2 separate regions of the Mus musculus genome follow, and region 1 is linked to region 2. Evidence: chromatin contacts called from public Hi-C data. All regions are on one chromosome and are shown on one strand. The core of a region is the stretch at or near the end of the contact, and the rest is flanking DNA. Distances in the headings are between cores, read along the strand shown. Region 1 overlaps Gas2 (growth arrest specific 2). Region 2 holds the start of Ano5 (anoctamin 5).

What was found. Hi-C and Micro-C count contacts between places; a contact is called where the count stands out from the background.
Region 1: a contact with region 2 is called in a Hi-C map of embryonic fibroblasts, with 5 times the contacts expected there. The contact joins the enhancer-like site here to the promoter of Ano5 in region 2. A contact is called at or near these places in 10 of 39 promoter capture datasets (the 3T3-L1 cell line, 3T3-L1-derived adipocytes, the C10 cell line and 5 more), 3 of 15 datasets of contacts at CTCF or cohesin (the NIH/3T3 cell line and pro-B cells), 65 of 484 Hi-C or Micro-C datasets (the 3T3-L1 cell line, 3T3-L1-derived adipocytes, the Ba/F3 cell line and 36 more) and 4 of 115 datasets of contacts at active chromatin or transcription factors (the NIH/3T3 cell line, astrocytes, craniofacial prominence and 1 more).

What each region holds. Positions count from the first base shown.
Region 1 is chr7:51,966,303-51,969,027 of GRCm38.p6, reverse strand. The region is part of intron 7 of Gas2 (growth arrest specific 2); the gene reads right to left. Among named protein-coding and RNA genes, the nearest start is that of Svip, 38 kb to the left of the region's middle. Within about 2 kb of position 1,272, at least 18 of the 459 cell types and tissues checked have an H3K27ac peak or open chromatin away from gene starts, as enhancers often do. A contact at or near this core is called in the C2C12 cell line, the HL-1 cell line, the MC3T3-E1 cell line and 2 more, where this site is marked.
Region 2 is chr7:51,509,740-51,512,552 of GRCm38.p6, reverse strand. Ano5 (anoctamin 5) reads right to left here and starts at 1,524. Exons shown (of 22, transcript NM_177694.6): 1 at 1,303-1,524. The coding sequence starts at 1,318. It overlaps Gm33190 (a long non-coding RNA gene), which reads left to right and starts at 1,567. Exons shown (of 5, transcript XR_001778128.2): 1 at 1,567-1,636; 2 at 2,531-2,699.

The DNA.
Region 1 (2,725 bases), core at 23-2,522, 460 kb before region 2:
AGGGGAAGGCTGAACTTATGGGGCTCTGATGCCTATTATATTTTGTGTATGTATACATGGGCAGGGGCATGAAAAGATAAGAGGACAAGCAGTTGGTTCCTTTGTTGCACTTGGTCTGGGAGGTTGAACTCAGGTTGTCAGCTGAAACTCAGGTCATTATTCTTGGCAGCAAGCATGTATACCTGCTGAGCCATCTTGCTGGCCCCTATAAATGGAACTTTGATCACTAGAAGGACTTTGGTAAGTGGCCACAGTTTAAATGCACACATTCCCCAGCCCAATATGGTTGGCTAACATTTCTCCTACCTTCACACTTATGGTTTCTTCTCTGCAATGTAACCAGACTGATGGACAATGTCATCTATTCATGATTTTTTTTATTCTATAAGCTTCTCTAAAATCTCCGTATGATTTCAAGAGAAAGTCAATGTTCTTATGGCAGAGCAAGCCCTTTGTGACCCCCATCCCCATCCCATGTGCGTCTACCTGGCTCTTATAACCCTTCCACACGGCTTCTCACCACCCTTCCTCCTCTGTGCTCTGTGCTCATGACTGCCCTTCAACAGTCTTGATAGTGTCTGATTGTATCTTTATTTTCCTTATTCCATCTTCTCTGATCCTGATGGTGTTTCTCTACATGACCTCTCCAACTCTTATGGGAATGTTTTTTTCTGTCCTCTGATAGCCATCTGCTTTTTTCTTGAGCATCTTTCTAGGCTTTATCTTTTTTCTAATGGCCTTTCTTGATTCATGATAAAAGCTCTTCTGGGACACCCACCAAAAATCTAACCTCAAGAAATGCATCACATAAAAGATTAATGAAGATACAGCTCAAGTTTAACTTTGGGATGTGATGCTGATGTCTCCCCCAAGGAAACATTGGTTCCTAAAGTCAATGTGCCAAATACCATCATAAGCACTGCCCCAGGTACTGCAAATGTGGGTCTCTAAGATAAATATTAAGATATTCTCCTATGGAATCATTCCCTTACAATACTTCTTGTATTAAATATCTTATAATAAAATAAGAATATATATTGTTATGTAAGTCATTCATTTAAAAAAAGTCAGAGCAATGCAAAGATAAACCACAGCAGTGACTAATTAGCCATCAGAGAATGCAGCAGAGATCTGAAGAATCACATGAGGCACAGAAAACGGACCATTAATGTGCTTGGCAAAACATGTCTGGGCAGAAAACCACAGAGACCAGGCCAACTCACACTGTATCAGCTCAGTGGGCGGTTGCTCCTCGAGCCTTATACAGATGTGCTGAGTTCAGGGTGTCCAAACAGAAGGGATAATGCTGAGCCAGGGCACGGGATGCAAGCAGCACATGGGTGGAGTGAGTTCAATCTGTGGCAAGGAACCTAACATGAAGCACAGAAAACAGGAAAGTGGCCAGAGATATAAGGGAGGCACAGCAACTCTTACACAGAAGCCAAAAAAGCTTAAGCATCAAGCAACTCCAGAACATGGTGCAGATGCCCACACAGGACACGCTGTGGCCTTCAGCTTCCAGGAAGACGGGGAGTCAGGTGGCTGGTTCTGTGCAGACTTCTGCACAATTAATTTTATCCCTGGGCTCAAAGGTATGGTACACCTTCTTATTCATGTTTACTGCCCACTGTATAGTAAGGTCATGGCATCATTCTCTGTAGCTTCACATTTAAACTAGAGGGAAAGCTGACCCAAAAGGGACCTCATTGAGTGAAGGAAGACCTTGGAGTGTTACAGGCCTACAAGAGAGTCAACTTCTGAATCTCGACCCCCACATACTTTGGGCATTGCCTAGTCTCTAGAAAAGAAGGGGAAACAGACCTGCTTGCGATTTTGGCAACGTCCATGAAAAGAGCAGCAGGCTCACCATCTGTATCTGTGTTTAGACAGGACAATACACAAGGAATCCAGATGGGAACCCACTCCTGAAACTCGTCAGGGGAGTCCTGTTCCATCATCTTCTCCAGGACAAATGCAGGCAGAGGAGCAAGAACAAAGCAGACCCTGCACATTGCATTGGGCCCCCCAAGAGGATCCAAGATCTCCATAAAGAGCCAACATGCCACCTATATTATAAACATTCCATGCACAAACCTGTTTCTAAGATCACATTCCTTGAAAGGTTTTCTTTAAAAGGACTCCCTAAAATAGGAAACATCCTAAGGTTTCCATATCACATTCTCATTTCTTTAGTTCAATATGCATACTATTTAAAAAGATATACATACTCACACATACACTTATACACACATGCACACATATATACACATAGTTTACATGTGTGCACACAACCATATATACATAGATATAGACACCTACGCATATACCCATGCTTGTGCACAGACAGTAACAAATGCATGCACACATATGCACAGGTACTCCCATTAGAACATATGCACACAAACACACACACATACCCAGGCATGAGTACATGTACCCACACATGTGCACCTACATGTGCAATATATACACATGGACATCCACACATACAACCATGTATAGGCACACATATGCACTCACACACATATACACATATGCACATACACATGCATACACACACACATATATACACACAGGAATATGTGCTGGATGAAATGATGCATTTAACTGTTCTCTCTAAATATGTATTCTCATACAGTAGTTGTGAGATACACCAACTATCTGATACAAAAAAACTAAGAAATTAAAAATGTTTCTCTAAAATATGTATTTCTGTGTAGGAAAC
Region 2 (2,813 bases), core at 275-2,774:
CATACATCACAATGGCATTTGCCATGAAAAGCAATTAGTTTCAGGAATGTTCTGCGATTCCTGGGGAGACAGAAGCTACACATGTCCTCATGACAAAGGGTTAGTAACTAAATAGCTTCTAGTAAGTAGGCCCACCTTGAGGCTAAATTTAATTGAGATGCAAATGCCTAAAAACTGCAATATTTCATCTCCATGTGGATGCAATGAAATATTCTTTATTACCCAGAAAATATCACATCATATGCATTTTTGTTTTATATTTTTCCTTCAAAGAAGAAATAGAAGCCACTGGTGGGATCAAAAACTGGGCAACACTTAGAACACAGTGAGGTCACTTTCCAAAGTATTCAATGCAGAGTGACTATGTGTTCCACAGACCTTCTGTGACAGAAAAGTGAAAACCAATGCTTAAACAATAACTTTCAAATGAATGCTTATTGCTGTGTAGTTTGTATTAGTATAAGTCAGGAAATCTGTTATATGTTCAGCGTTTGGCAAATGGATGCGTGCGGCTTCCTCCACAAGGGAATACTATATGTCAAATACAAGGAATGGTGCTGCACATGACTGAAGTTTAGAACATGCCAAGACAGAAGCCAGTTTTGTCTGAGAGCACGAACTTTTTGGCTCTACTTCCTTGAGTATCTGAGCTAAGGAAATCTACAGAGGCAAGCAGTACAAGTGCCTGTGCCTAGAAGTGGAGAATGGCTACATAGAGGATGATTAACTGACACGAGGAAGATGACATAAAATGACCCTGTTGAGATGGTCACAAAACTTTGTAAATACATAGAATCCAATCATTTTGCACTTAGCTGCTGACTTTCACGGGATGCAGATATGTCTCAATAAAAAGCTGTTTTTAAAAGGGAAGACATGATGCATATGCAGCATGATGGTGGCCCAATCCATGAAGCCCAACACTTGGGGGCAGAAGCTGACAGGAAGAACTCAGGGCCAGCCCCTAACTGGAGGATCGCCACCTGTGCAGGCTATCTTTGGAAAAAGCCACATTTCAGGAGCAGAATTCCTGAGCCAGGGACCCACACCAGGCCAATTACTCGGGGTCTGAGACAGATGTCCGGATCCTAGGAAGTCACAGGTTGTAGGTCCTTGGAGCACAGATGCATCAGGGGACATCGCGGGGCGCAGAATGTCTCCCATTACCTGCCTGGCAGGCATGGCGCAGCGCGGGGCTCACGACACTAAGAACGTTCCCGGGACAGAAACCTACAGCTGCCAACGTCCCCGCAGAAACCCCATGCGAAGAAGGTTCGCGCGCCCGCTCAGCGCCAGCCTTACCTTCCTGCTCCACCATCTCCAGCAGGTCGGGGTCACCTAGCTTTGCCAGCTCGTTGAAGGCATTGAAGGACCTCTGTGACAGGCGGCGGGATGACTTGGGGCGGAGGCTGAAGCGGATCGTCTGCCTCCTGGTTTTCAGCTCCGCCTCCGCAATCCAGCTGGAGCTCTCATTCTTTAAGCTGTCCGATTGCTGCGACTCCAGAGGCATCTGGAGCACCAGAGGCACTGGAGACACTGGGGACAGCCCAGGAGCCTGAGAAGAGGGAGGAGCTAGAGACGAGCGAAATTCCTGAGACCCGGGAGGCGCCATGACCTGGCGAGTTGCCTTGGACGGGTGAGGAGCCAAGGACGAGGCGCCCTGAGCCGAAGACTCCTGGCGGTTCCGCTGACTGGATTTCCTCTCCAGGTGGTACTTGGCCTGACTCTTGGAGCGGTCCAGCAGATTGGCAGTTAAGCTCTTGCGCTTCACTGCCCTTGAGTGATAGTGCTGCTCTGTCCCCTCCGTGTAGGGCTCTAAGTGGTGCTCCTGGTCCTGGCTAAGCTGGCTTGAATCCTTTCCTTGATCCTGCTGCCAGCCCAGGTGCTCCTCCAGGTTGTGTTGGCGAAGTTTCCGTTTCTTCTTGGGCCTTTCTGGCCCTCTGCCCTTCTCACTGATCTCTCCGGACAGCCCAGATTCCTCCCCAGTTTCAGACTCCACAACTTGCAGTATTGTCTCCGTTTCTCTTCTCTCCCTCGGGTTTTCCACCTGTTCCTCCTCAGAAACTTCCACAATCTCCACATACCTAGAGACTCTAGGTCTCACCACCCTTCTTGCCCCTTCTGGGACACTTAACTGGTGCACATCCGGGGAGACTTCAGGCCCCTCTACCCTCCTTGGGGCCTCCTCAGGGGGCCTCACCACAGCTACATCTTCGGGGGGTTCCTGGGCGTCCCCAGGCTCCCTTCCTTCTTGACTCCACAGCTCCATACTTAACAGGCTTAGAGCTTCCCGTTTCAACCGGTCCACCCACTCAAGGCAGGTACTCACAGTATACCATCTCCAACCCTTTCCCTCACATCCTCTCTGGTAGGCAGCCTCAGCCTACTAATAAGTCTGGTTGCCCAGGATTGTCTCGCCCTCCACTCAAAGTGAAGCTATCTAAGACAAAACCCTTTTCCCAGTTGGGGGTTATTTTCTGTCGGGTAAAAATAAAATCCACTTCCCTTAAGGCATCTCTCTCCCTTTAAGGCCTGAGCGTGACGTGGGTCTTCTCCAGGGTTTCAGAAGACTCTTGGCTTGTCTTGAGGTTCTTTAATGGACACTTCCTGGATGGAGAGTCAGGGGCATGTCTACCGTGGAGAGGTCAGACACCGTGGCCAAAATTACGAGTCAGTCTCCGTTTCTTCAAAGTTGAAAGGTATGGGCTAGTTACATATGAACTCATGATGCATGCGATAGTGGAAATGGAAATATTCTATAATTGTGAATGAGTAAGAAAACATCTTTTACACTCGATGAGAATAGTACCTTC